Linked DNA regions of Anas platyrhynchos: region 1 is linked to region 2. The links are chromatin contacts, called in public Hi-C maps. All regions are on one chromosome and are shown on one strand. The core of a region is the stretch at or near the end of the contact, and the rest is flanking DNA. Distances in the headings are between cores, read along the strand shown.

Region 1 (5,501 bases), core at 1,717-4,216, 49 kb before region 2:
GGCCGTGCTCCGTGTCAGTGATGTGATGTTGTCCAGCTCCTCAGTTCTTTCTGTACCGGGACTCCAAGAAGTGGTGGACCTGAGCCCCCACTGGAGCACAGTTTGCTCTTCCTTAACACCATAAGCAGATGCCATTTGGTCCTCTCCATCACCGCAGACACTGTTCTGGTGGTGGCATTCAGCAGCCACTGATGTTCACAACCCCAGGCACCAGGACATGCTGGGGGCACCCAGCCGGAGAGCAGCCTGGCAGAAAAGGCCCTGGGGGTCCTGGTGGACACCAAGTTGAACACGAGTCAGCAATGTGTCCTTGCTGCAGAGAGATCAAAGTGTTCTGGGCTGCATTAAGGCCAAGTGTTGGCTGAAGGTCGAGGAAGGTGATCCTTCCCTTCTGCTCAGCACTGGCGAGGCCACTCCTGGAGTGCTGGGTCCAGTTCTGGGCTCCCCAGGACATGAGGGACATGGAGCTACTGGAGAGAGGCCAACCAAGGGCCGTGAAGGTGACGAAGGGAGAAAAGCCCAAACTACCCAGGCAGTGGGACAGCACACCCAGCACCAAAGCCTTACAGAGCAAAAGAAATCAGGGAGGCCGCAGGAAAGTGCAAGGAGAAGGGAGTGAAAGAGAGAAACTGCAGTGTGCTGACAGCAGCCTCCTCCTCCCAGTCCTCCTGCACCCACCAGTGGCCAGGGACCTGGGTGACATTGAGGCTGGGAGAGGAAGGGAGGAAAGGTGTTGTGTTAATGTTTGTCTGTCTCACTACCCACGTTTATTTTAACTGATGATAAATTAAATGATTTTTTTCTTAAGTTAAGCCTGTTCTGCCCCAATGGTGTATGGTAAGCAATCACCCCGTCGTTATTGTGAGTGGGGCTCTGTGGGTTGCTGCTGCTGTTGGGATGAAACCACGGCTGGAGGCTCTGTCAGACCCATCATGGGAGCTCCGCACGTGCCCTGCACGCACTCACCTGAGCATCAGTGGAGGCACCCGTCAAGGATCAGCTCCCTGCTGCAGTCCTTGGGGGATGCGTAACTGCCCCTTCGGCCTCGGGCAGGCATGGGCAACCCACCAGAAATGCCGGGGAGCCGACGGGCCCCTGACTGACCGAGCTCTCTTGTCCCTGCAGTGTACGTCGTGGAGGAGCGGCGAAGGGACGACTCAGGCGAGAGCGCCTGCCTGACGGCGTGCTGGACCGCGCTCTGCTGCTGCTGCCTCTGGGACATGCTGACCTGACTCTGCCGAAGCCACCTCTCGTACCTCTTACTGAGTGCTATGCAGTCTCCCCACTCCTCTCCCGACTCCTTTCTGTTACTGTAATCAACGCTCTGCTTTGCACAGCCAAGAGTTCCTGTCTGTCAGTCCTAGCGCCTTGTTGGGGTGGGGGGTGCACTCCTTATTTTAGTAAAGGGAAATCCCTTTTTAACATTTCTAAGACTTTTGTTGTAACTTTGAAGAATGTGCTCGTGGTGTATTTCAGCCAAAGGCATTCTGATGAAATGTATATTTATCAGTTGAAATTTTCCTAGTCCTAGAAATGAAGATATATGCAACAATTAAAGCCAACAGTTGATTTTCTTTGCTAGGTCACGATTGTTTCAATAAATCTGTCCTGTAGAGAGTGTGCTTCCCCCATCACTGTCTGTTCTCAGCCTCCTGCCTGCACTGACTGCGGTGCAGCAGTGATGGACCTGGCTTCAAGCAGTTAGGAGGCCTGATCCCACTTGGGTGTTTCCAGCATCATGCTGTAGAGCATCAGCTTGGTAAGGGTAAAGAGATGGGTGACAGTAAATAAAGCCATGGATTAATTTAGTGCTGAAGAGCTGCCTGAGGCAATGGGGTGGGAATCAGGCATGTGGTGCAGAAGTGAGGGCTTCACCAGGGCCCCAGCAAGCCTGGGCAGAGCCTTCCCCAGTGCCAGGCTAGGCCAGCACTGGGCTTGGGCACGAGGGTGAAGCTCAGCCCCAGCTCTGTGCGAGGCCACCCTTGCCACTGGGCTCCCCTGCCCAAACCCAGCCTGCTCCGTGCCCAGGCCCAGCAGATGGACACATGGAGCAGGGCAGACATCACGCACTCACCTCCTGGACTTCTGCTTAGGGCTGTAGGGCTTGGCAGAGCCATCCTGCCCACCAGCAAGCAGCAGCACCATGTTCATTGGGCCCAGCTCCACACGGGCCCAGTGGCAGGCAGGAACCGAAGCAAGGTCCAAGCACCTTGTCTGGGCCCTCCTCCAGGGCTGCTCCTGTGAAACTGCAGCCCCAGCATCCAGGTGTGACACCCAGTGACGTGCATCACAGCTCAGACTACGGAGTCGCTTGCTTGAGGGAGGAACATGTCATAGGATGCAGGGACAAAAGTCATTCAGGCTGGCCCAGGACTTGCTATGGGAGGTTTAGGGGGCAGCAACCAAAAGGCAGCGGTGGAGGTGATTTGGAGCAGCTCCTGACAGCCTGATCCTGCCAGCCGGCTCCAGCACAGGTCAGGAGCTTGACTGCAGCCACACGATGCGAGGGGTGCCCAGAGCCAGCAGCACCCCGTGTCTGTCGGGGTGCGAGGAAAGCAGGATTCCCCGGGGACACCCACCCCGAGCCCTATTACCACCTACTGTAAACTCCAGCAGGGGAGGCAGCAGCTGCGCAACACAGAGGCAGAGAGAAGGAGCTAACACAGGCTGTGGGGTAGAGTTTATTAACACTGCCAAGTAGCAGCCGTCACGTAGACCCGCAGTGGTGAGCGGCACCGGCGGAGCTGCCCAGCATCACCCAGAGGGTGCCGCAGGCCTGTCGGGAACCACGCAGCTACTGCGCCCTCCGGGCCATCAGCATCTCTCTGATGTTATCTTCTGCTTCCTTCACGCTTCGTTCCAGGTACGACTTCTTCTGCTGCAAGGCAGAAACCCAGAGGGGAGTTAATGTCCAGCCTGGCACCAGCAGCACAGGGAAGCGATCAGGGCAGAGCCCCCAGCAGCCTGCTGAGGGCGCACACAACACGGCGTGCTGCCCCGAAAGCGAGAGCCGTTTTCATTTCCAGAGGCATCCTGGAAGTGTTAATATTGAATCTCTCTTGCCTGGGCAATGTTTACACAGAGTTTGAATTCTGCTCCCTCTGAGACCTCCTCCTCAGAGCTGTGGGATTATTTCAACAGCAGAGCTGCACAAAGTGTCTGACATCAAATGTAGCAGCGAAGAAACGGAAATCACACCCCGTAAAGTTTGGAGCCCAGAGATAAATTAATATGCTGGAGCCTGCTTATGCTATCAGCAACCCGCACCAGAACCCTTTCACACTCAGGTTAAAAAAGGCTCTTTTTTCCCAGCTGGGTGTTTTCAGAAACCAGACCCTCTTTTCTATCTGCCGCATGTTCAGAAATTCCCTGCCATCATCACAAAATGTGTTTCTTTAATCATCTTTAATTAGTCCAGGCTTGGCAGGGAAGCAGACCAAAGCTGTGCATCCCAAGATAGGAATTCACCATGCAGCATTTTTTCCTGCTCGTCTGGGTTCTCCTAGGTGACTGGAAAAATCTGCAACTGGCTCCCTTGACTATTTTCTCTGGGTTTCCAAACAACAGACACAACAGTCTCCCACGGATGCCAGGCCCTCAGAAAGAAGCCCTGTCCATGTGCTGCCGGACTTTGCTGCTGTGTGCCAGGAAATCGCCACTCCAGTGCTTGCTGATGGGCTGGGGGAAGCCCGGGGCAGGCTCCCCGGTGGCGGGCTCATGGAGGGGTCACCCAGCAGCTTTTGGGCTGCACAACCACCTGCCGAGGCTCACACAGGGCTCCGCAGCCTGTAGCTGCCTGCAAACAGGGCGTGCAGGTGCAGGGCTCGCTGCCCCCATCCTCGCCTCCACAAAGCCCAGCGGGGATCACTGCGATGCGAAGCTCCCAGCACAGCTCTCCCCGGGGTGGTGGCAGCCCCAGCCTAAGCAAATGCTCCTTCACACCTGGTACATCCCCGTCCTGGGGCTGAGCAAGGTGAAAATAACCATGGGCAGGATTATTTTCACATTACAGAGCCTCAGCCTTGAGCATCCTGTCACAGGCTCCACCGAACCACCTCTAAACACGTGCAGAGGAACCCGGTGTGATATGAATGATCCCTCCCAAACCCAACAAAGCTCATCCAAGTGAGGAGAGGAGGGGAAACGGCCTCAAGTTGCACCTGGGAGGTTTGGGTTCAGTATTAGGAGAAACTCCTTTACTCAAAGTGTTTTGTGTCACTGGCAGGGGCCGCTCAGGGAAGCGGTTGAGTCAGCAGCCCTGGAGGTCTTCAAGAAACGTGGAGATGTAGGACTTGGTGGCATGGCTCAGTGGTGGACTTGTCAGTACTGGGTTAAAGGTTGGACCAGATGATCTCAGAGCTCTTTCCCAATCTGAATGATTCTCTGAAAGCCGAGAACAGCTACAGGGGACATGGGAGGTCCTCAGCACTGCCCAGCCATGCATGGGAAACTGCAGAGGGGGAGAACAAAAGGGCTAAAACGCTGCTCCGGGGTGCTCACCCCCAGCCACTGCCTTGCTGAAGCAGACCAGCACTCTGCCACTCAGGGGTGATGTGGAAACGGCACACATTGCCACCAAAAGCACACGCTGAGCAGCACCCTCCCAATGGCTGTGGGCAAAGGGAGGGAGTTGGGTGTGAGCCCCATTTTTGCCAGATTGCAAAAAATGCCAAAGTCAATGCTCCCCTGGCAGCTTCCTGAATGGTTCTTGCACAAACACAGAGCTGGGATGCAGAATGCAGAAGGGAAACCCACAAGCACGTGATAGGGCCCTGCTGCCGTCACTCTGCATCCATCCCCTCACAGCTGACCCTACAGCGACACCTCCGTGCACCTGACAAATTCCCACGCTGCAAGGACACCCCTCCCAGTCCCTTTTCCAACTACTGAAGGACTTTTATTTAAATAGCAAAGGTTGTTAACAAAAGCCAAGGCCATGGCCATGGTTCATCTTTCTTGCCCACAGCCCCCTGACACCCGGGATCCCTGGTGCTTTTCGGAGCTGCTTTTCAGGAAACTGGTGGAGAGGAAGCACCCTGTGGGTTACCACTGCTAATGACTTCCCAGCACGGCGCTGACACCCTGGCAGGGCAGGACTTCTGTGTTCTCCTGCTGCTCCTGGAAGACGTGGATGGATTTCACATCTGGGGAACTGAATGTGAAGGCTGGGAGGGGAGAGAGGTCAGAGAGAAGCTGAATGGGTCTGCGCTGAGAGGAAGCTCCCAGAGTTGCAGCCTCCTGACTCTGCTGGCTATAGGAGGAGAGCAGCTCCAGCACAGCCAATTTCTATGCATTCAAAACATTTTTTTATATTATTCTACAAAACAGACCCTTTATCCACTCCATTCTCCACCTATGCCCACCAGGAAAGAGACATTTGAAGAGATCCCTCTGCTGGCAGCCTGGCTCCTGCAGACAGCCCAGGGCTGGCCACGAGGCAGCATCCGCACACAGACAGGACCTGAGAGGCTTCAAATAATGGTTTGGGGATCCTGACACAG
Region 2 (5,893 bases), core at 308-2,807:
TACTCCTCTCCTTGCAGGTCTGTGTTCAACGGCGGAGAGAAAGCAAATCCAAGGGCGAACACAGTTTTCTCTCCCTATTACCACGCTTTTCTTGCCAGTGGCAGCACAGCAGCCAGTGGCTGGGGAGGGGCAGGCACTGCAGGCTGGGATCCTGCTTGCACACATGCCCTGTCTTCACCTCTGCTCTGGAAGCAAACCACAGGTCAGCTTTTCCACGCTGCACACGTAGGTGGCTCTCCGCAGGCCGAATGAAAGCTGCTGCATGGCTGGTAACCTGCAAACCATCCGGGTGCACTGGCACACTCCTTAGGAAAACACTGCTATCGCAGGGCAAACAACCCGGCAGGTACACGGAGCACAGCTGGCGTGGCGAGGGCCTCTGGGGGACGTGGGTGCCAGGCTCCAGCCCTGAGGGCAGTGCTTGGATCCCTGGGGATGTGGCAGGGTGAGATGTGGCTGAGAAGTGAGCAGAGAAGCGAGAGAAAAGGATCAGCGTTAAACTGAAAGGGAGAAGTGAGAATTTGGTACCTAACGGGAGAAGCAGGTTGAAGCGATGAGGGCAGGGAACAGAGCAGAGCAGAGAGGACATCCAGTGTCTCCTGAGCCAGGTGGGCAATCGCTGCCCCTCGAACAGGACAGCCTGGGGGTGTGGGTGAGCTGCTAAAGCTGCTGCTCCCAGACACGGCCTCCTGCTTTGCCCAAGGAGCACTGGGGATGCGTGGCAGCCCCCAAGGGGCTGGGGATGGGCCTGGTAGGTGGGAAGCCCCAGTCAGTAGCTGCTGGTGCCAGAGCAAACCTGGTTTGCTGGAGGTCTGTAATGACCGATGGGATGCAGGCACAGGGCAGTGGGTAGGTACGAGGCAGATGTGGCTGTAGCTTTGGGATAATGAGGTTGGCTGGGAGGTGTGCAGGGAACAGGGGGGATGAGGAGTAGGAAAAAGACATTTGACCAAAACAAGATGACCTTTTTTGACCAATTTGACCAAAACCCCCTTCTTGGGGTGGGACTGAGTGCCACATGGGGAATGGGGACCAGTGCAGGACCTGTCACAGCTACCTGGGGAAGGCACAGGAGAGGCTGAGCAGCACAAGCAAAAAGAGTTCCTGTCCCTGCTCAGCACAGAGGGTCTCACACATCCCAGTGCCTCGCTGTGGACCAGAGCCACCATGGCCTTAGCCTCAGCTCCTGGCCCACTGAGCCCAAGCTACAGCTGCTGCAGAGCAGATACCAGCACAGCACAGGCCATCGTGTGCCCCTTTGGCACTGGGGCCCAAGTTTATGACCACCCGTGCTCCCCTGAAACGTGACTTCAGCAATGGTGGTGCCTGGCGCTGCTCCAGGCTGCTCCCAGCACCAACTCCTGCACAGACCGACTGGTTCCAGTACAAACAGCCAGTGTTTGCTGGGCTGTTTGTGTTGCATGTTGTGGTATTTGCACTGTATACAACGGGACTGTTTGTTTGCAAGGCACGAAAGTAGCAAAACCCCACGGCAGTGCGCTCCGTGCAGGCAGGGCTGCATGTTGTGGCAACACAGCAGGCTTGTCTCCATCCTGCCCTGGCGCAGCAGCACAGGGCACCGCTCCCTGCCGTCAGCTTTTCTCCAGGCGTGGCCAGCTCAAGGCACAGGGATGTCCAGCTGTCCTTGCAGAGGAGGGTGGGCTGCTAACAGCTGCTTGGGCATGGTGAGAGTGGGTCGATGGTGGTGCAAGGAGGCCGACCAGCCCCTTGCTGCTACGACAAGTGAGGGCTGGGCCCTTCCTCCTGCGCTGGCGGAGCAGTGATGGGAAGGAGAAGCACTGAGCGGGGCACAGGCTCTGTCTCCACTGGCTGTGGCTTCACTGTGCCAGCTCCCTCTGCCCAGGAGGGCTGTACAGATGTCCCCACATCCTTCCTCCTTGCACACACTGCAACATCCGCTCGCCTGCCGCATCCCATGGTGACATCCACGCACGCCGTGATGGCCCTTGTCGCCACTCATGACGCACTGTTCACCTTCTGCCGGTAGTCCACCAGCAGCTCCTCATCTGCCAGAGGCTCCCTCTTGCCCCACTCTGGATTTCCTCAGCGGTGACACATCTTTCCCTGTCGCACATCCCTGTTGCCCCACGCCAGCAAGGGAAAGACACGGTGCCACATCCCCCTCCCCAGCAAACACTGCCATGGGGCCGTGTGCTCCCTCCTCCCACACACCGTGAGGAGAGTGGGCACAGGTGTTGGTGGTGGGTTCTGGCATTTAACCAGGAAAGCCCAATCTCACCCTCACTGCAGCAATCACAAAGTCATCATGATGGTTATCTGGCTCTTGCCATTGTCCCCAGCAGCAAGCGAGGTGGGTGAGGATGGGCCGTGTCACCCACAAGCCCAGGTTTAAAGCAGCTGGTGGCAGACCTGGGGTACCCAGGGGTACCCAGGTTGGTGACTAGGAGCAGTGGGAGCCAGTGATACCAAGGTTTTCAGGGCTGGCCACTGTATTTTGATAATGCTGTTTGGGGTTTGGCACCTGGCTGTTAGTCTGTGGCCAGTTTGAACTGGCTCACAGCTTTTATAAGGGCGAGATGAGCAAGATGCCAGCAGCTCCAGAAGAGTGAGCACCCAGCAGAGCTGGTGCACGTGGCTCCCAGTCACTGGTCACAATGACAGACCAAGTGCCTGGGCCGGACAGTGCAGCTCCCCAGGCAGCAGATGCCCACCCACAGCTCAGGCACGAAGACACCCCGAGCAGCAGCTCCGATGTCCTCTACCCAGTGGTCAGCGGCAGCATCTTTGCCTCAAGCATCTCCTCAGCAGCAGAACGAGTCCGTGCCATCCTGCAACAGGAAGAGGTGGGGGACAGAAAGTGTCCGCTGCTGTTCATCCAGCTCAATGAGCTGCTCAGCACCCCGGCAGGCCTGGAGTGGAAAGAGATGGCCAGGTAGGCACTCGTGCTGTGGTCGGGCCAGCTGGTGATGCTTGGGGAACCCAGGGTGAAATGGTCTTTAAACTGCTAGGTGCTCCAGCAGTGCTGAGCTGTCTGCTGGGCAAGCCTCCTGCCTTACTCTGGCATGTAAAGTCCTCAACTACAGGGATGCTCGGTTTGCTCTCCCCCTTCCGGTGCCCGTGCTGTGCCTTCCAGGAAATTCTTCTTCCCAATTTTGAGTGACTCATTTCATCTGAAAGTTTCCACCAGCCGTGAGGACACAGTGTCAGGCAAGGTGCAGACAGTGACCCTGCCTTTGCACAGTGCTGACACAAGTATTTCCTCAGTTCTGCTTCTCCATTTCCTGCCTCTCCATGGCCTCAGCATCGATGCTGCAAGCTGGTGACGGGACAGTGCTCCATTGCTCGCTGTCTTTGAGCACTGGCCTGGCACAGCTGAAGCTGAAGCAGAACTGAAAGCATAGCAGCAAGATCACTGTGGGAACACGGGGAAAGTAAGTGTCGTAGAAGAGCTGGGGAGAAGGATGTACCCCGCACTGCACTGGTGTCAGGGGCAAAGCCTGGGTGCAGACCACGAGCAGTCCAGCAACACTGGGCAGCTCTTCCCGAGAAGTGGCTGCAACCTTCTCAGAAACTGCTGGTGAAAATGGGGGCGTGCTGCCCTCCTCAAAAATTCTGGGACAGCGTGGAGGAGTTGGGTCTCAGCCCAGCACGGGGGCTAGGCCTGTGGCCTTGATCCCTGCACACACAACCTGAAGGCCTGGGAGATGATTTGATTTCTTTTCGAGAGCATGGAAGAAAGGCCTGGAAAAATGCTTTGGCCATAGGGCAGCACTGCCAGGGTGGACCTGGGACATAGGGAGAAGGAAGGAGCAGGATGTGGAAAGGGCTCAGGTGCCTGAGGCAGCAGGAGGCAGAAACAACCCGAGGGGGAGAGCTGGGAGCGGAGGAGTAGCTGGAGCTCAGGCCAGGGAGGGAGGATGGGGCCCTGGGGCTGAGGCACCATGGTAGAGGAGCCAGGCCCAACCGTGTGCTGGTGGGGGTAGGAGTGTGGCCAGGATGTGTCCCCTCTCCATGCCACCCCTCCACAGCATGGGAGGGATGATGTGTGCGAAAGGGGGCTCCGGCTGCAGCGGGGGCCAGAGGGTATGGAGGGGAAATGGGTGACACTGCCCAAAAGCCAAAAGTGGGTGTGCTGGGGGATCTCCTCTGTCCTCTGCCAGCATGGCTGTGCCCCAGGCTCCGCCTCAGCCACCATGGGCCCCTCCTGGGCCTGCCTGGAGGAACGGCCAGCACTGGGCCCGCAGGGCACGCTCGCACCGTGCCGCGTGCTGGTGGGACAAAGGGAAGCTCTGTGTGTGCTGGGCTGCAAATATTTGGCACGGCCTGTTCAGGGTAAATGCCTCAGAACACGTCTCTTCTGACTGCCAGCGAGCACTGGTAGCTACGGGGATGGGTGAAATTCCTCCAGGCAGGAACTCGGAGCAAGGTGTGAGGTGGCAGGGGTAGGGATGTACCTGCCCGGGTTGCTCCTGCCACCAGCCACCCACACTGCCAGCCCCGGGCCCCAAAACCCCATCCCACCTGGTCTAGCCCCATGCTGAGATCAGGGATCTGCAGCTCCTGCTGCTGGGCACGGGACCCCAGAGCAGCCCACTTCGTGCCACTGACCCTGTCATTCTTCCTGGGTAGGTGGATAAAGTTCGAGGAGAAGGTGGAGGATGGAGGGGAGCGCTGGAGCATGCCCCACATCCCAGCCCTCCCCCTGCACAGCCTCTTCGAGCTGAGGACATGCCTGCAGAAGGGGACAGTGCTCCTGGATCTGGATGCCCACAGTGTCAAGGAAATAATTGGTACGTGGGAAACATAAAGGTCTCCTCAGAGGATGAGCTCCCTCTGAGAGAGGGGCCAGGCTACCAGGAGATCCCTCACTGAAAGCCGTGACACAGGATTGCCGGGTAGCCAAAGTGGCTCTGCCAGGCCAGCAAAGGGGGCTTTTCTCTGGCAGAGCCCCGTGGCTGGGATAGCACAGGGAGCTAAGCTAACCCTGTCCTTGTTGCAGACAAGGCGCTTTGTAGGCAGCCCGACGACTGGGTGCTGCTGCCTGAGCTGAGGGACCGCCTGGCAGCTCTGCTGCTCCTCCAGCCGCGGCACCAAGCCACCAAATCCCCACTGCTGGCGCTCGCTGACCTCGGCCTCAGTCCCTGCAGAGGTAATGCCTGGCTGTGCCCATGCTTGGAGCTGAGTCGCTCACGGCCCAGCCACTGTCCCTCCTGCTGTGTCTCTGCTGCCTCTGGGCCACCTACCTAGGGCAATACCCATGCTGAGATTTTGCTTGCACATGTATTTTGCTGCTTTTTTTTTTTTTCCTCAGGGAAGGCCAAAAACTGCCCTCAGCCCAGAGCCCAGCTCTCAGAAACGCCTCTCAAGGAGCAGGTAAGGCAGGAGAGGAGGCAAGAGGGAGCCGGGATCGGGGTCTCGGTGGAGGTAGTCATTTTTTTTCCAAGCAGTGGATGCGTTTCTTGGCCTCAAACCCAAAGTGGGCTGAAAAATTCTGCCCACTAATGTCATTACTGTTACGGGATAGGCCTGTGTGTGTCAGTGCAGATCCAAGCCTTCCTGATGTGTCATCTCTGAGGAAGGCAGGGAGTCCCCAGGCCATGATGCCCCAAGGAGATGGCCAGGCAGGTGCACAGTGCAGCTGACAAGGCTGGCAGCTGGAAGTGCTGCAGCAGCTTGGTTTCATTGCAAGAAGTTCCCTGGCCCCTGGGCAGCCGTCACATCCTGAGTTCCAGCTGCTGAGCAGAGGGAAAGCCTTAGCTGTGTCAGTGCTGTGGCAGGTGTCATCCTACACGGACTTTCCTTTCCATGTCATTTCAGCTGAAGAACCGATTTAAGAAGAAGCTCCCACCAGGGGCTGAAGTTGCCAACGTTATGGTTGGTGAAGTTGACTTCCTGAAGAAGCCGTTTACCG

The links. A called contact is a pair of places that touch in the nucleus more often than the background predicts.
Region 1: a Hi-C map of subcutaneous adipose tissue shows a contact between it and region 2, with 2.1 times the contacts expected there. The contact joins the enhancer-like site here to the promoter of SLC4A9 in region 2. A contact is called at or near these places in 6 of 8 Hi-C or Micro-C datasets (F1 follicle, liver, skeletal muscle and 2 more).

Annotation. Positions count from the first base shown.
Region 1 is chr14:11,661,541-11,667,041 of IASCAAS_PekinDuck_T2T, reverse strand. PFDN1 (prefoldin subunit 1) reads right to left here. Exons shown (of 4, transcript XM_027468158.3): 4 at 2,659-2,878. The coding sequence ends at 2,795. It overlaps CYSTM1 (cysteine rich transmembrane module containing 1), which reads left to right. Exons shown (of 3, transcript XM_013100909.4): 3 at 1,126-1,615. The coding sequence ends at 1,232. Among named protein-coding and RNA genes, the nearest start is that of CYSTM1, 22 kb to the left of the region's middle. Within about 2 kb of position 2,966, at least 2 of the 8 cell types and tissues checked have an H3K27ac peak or open chromatin away from gene starts, as enhancers often do. A contact at or near this core is called in subcutaneous adipose tissue, where this site is marked.
Region 2 is chr14:11,610,865-11,616,757 of IASCAAS_PekinDuck_T2T, reverse strand. SLC4A9 (solute carrier family 4 member 9) reads left to right here and starts at 1,557. Exons shown (of 21, transcript XM_038186248.2): 1 at 1,557-2,914; 2 at 4,612-4,772; 3 at 4,982-5,131; 4 at 5,294-5,355; 5 at 5,800-5,893. The coding sequence starts at 2,637.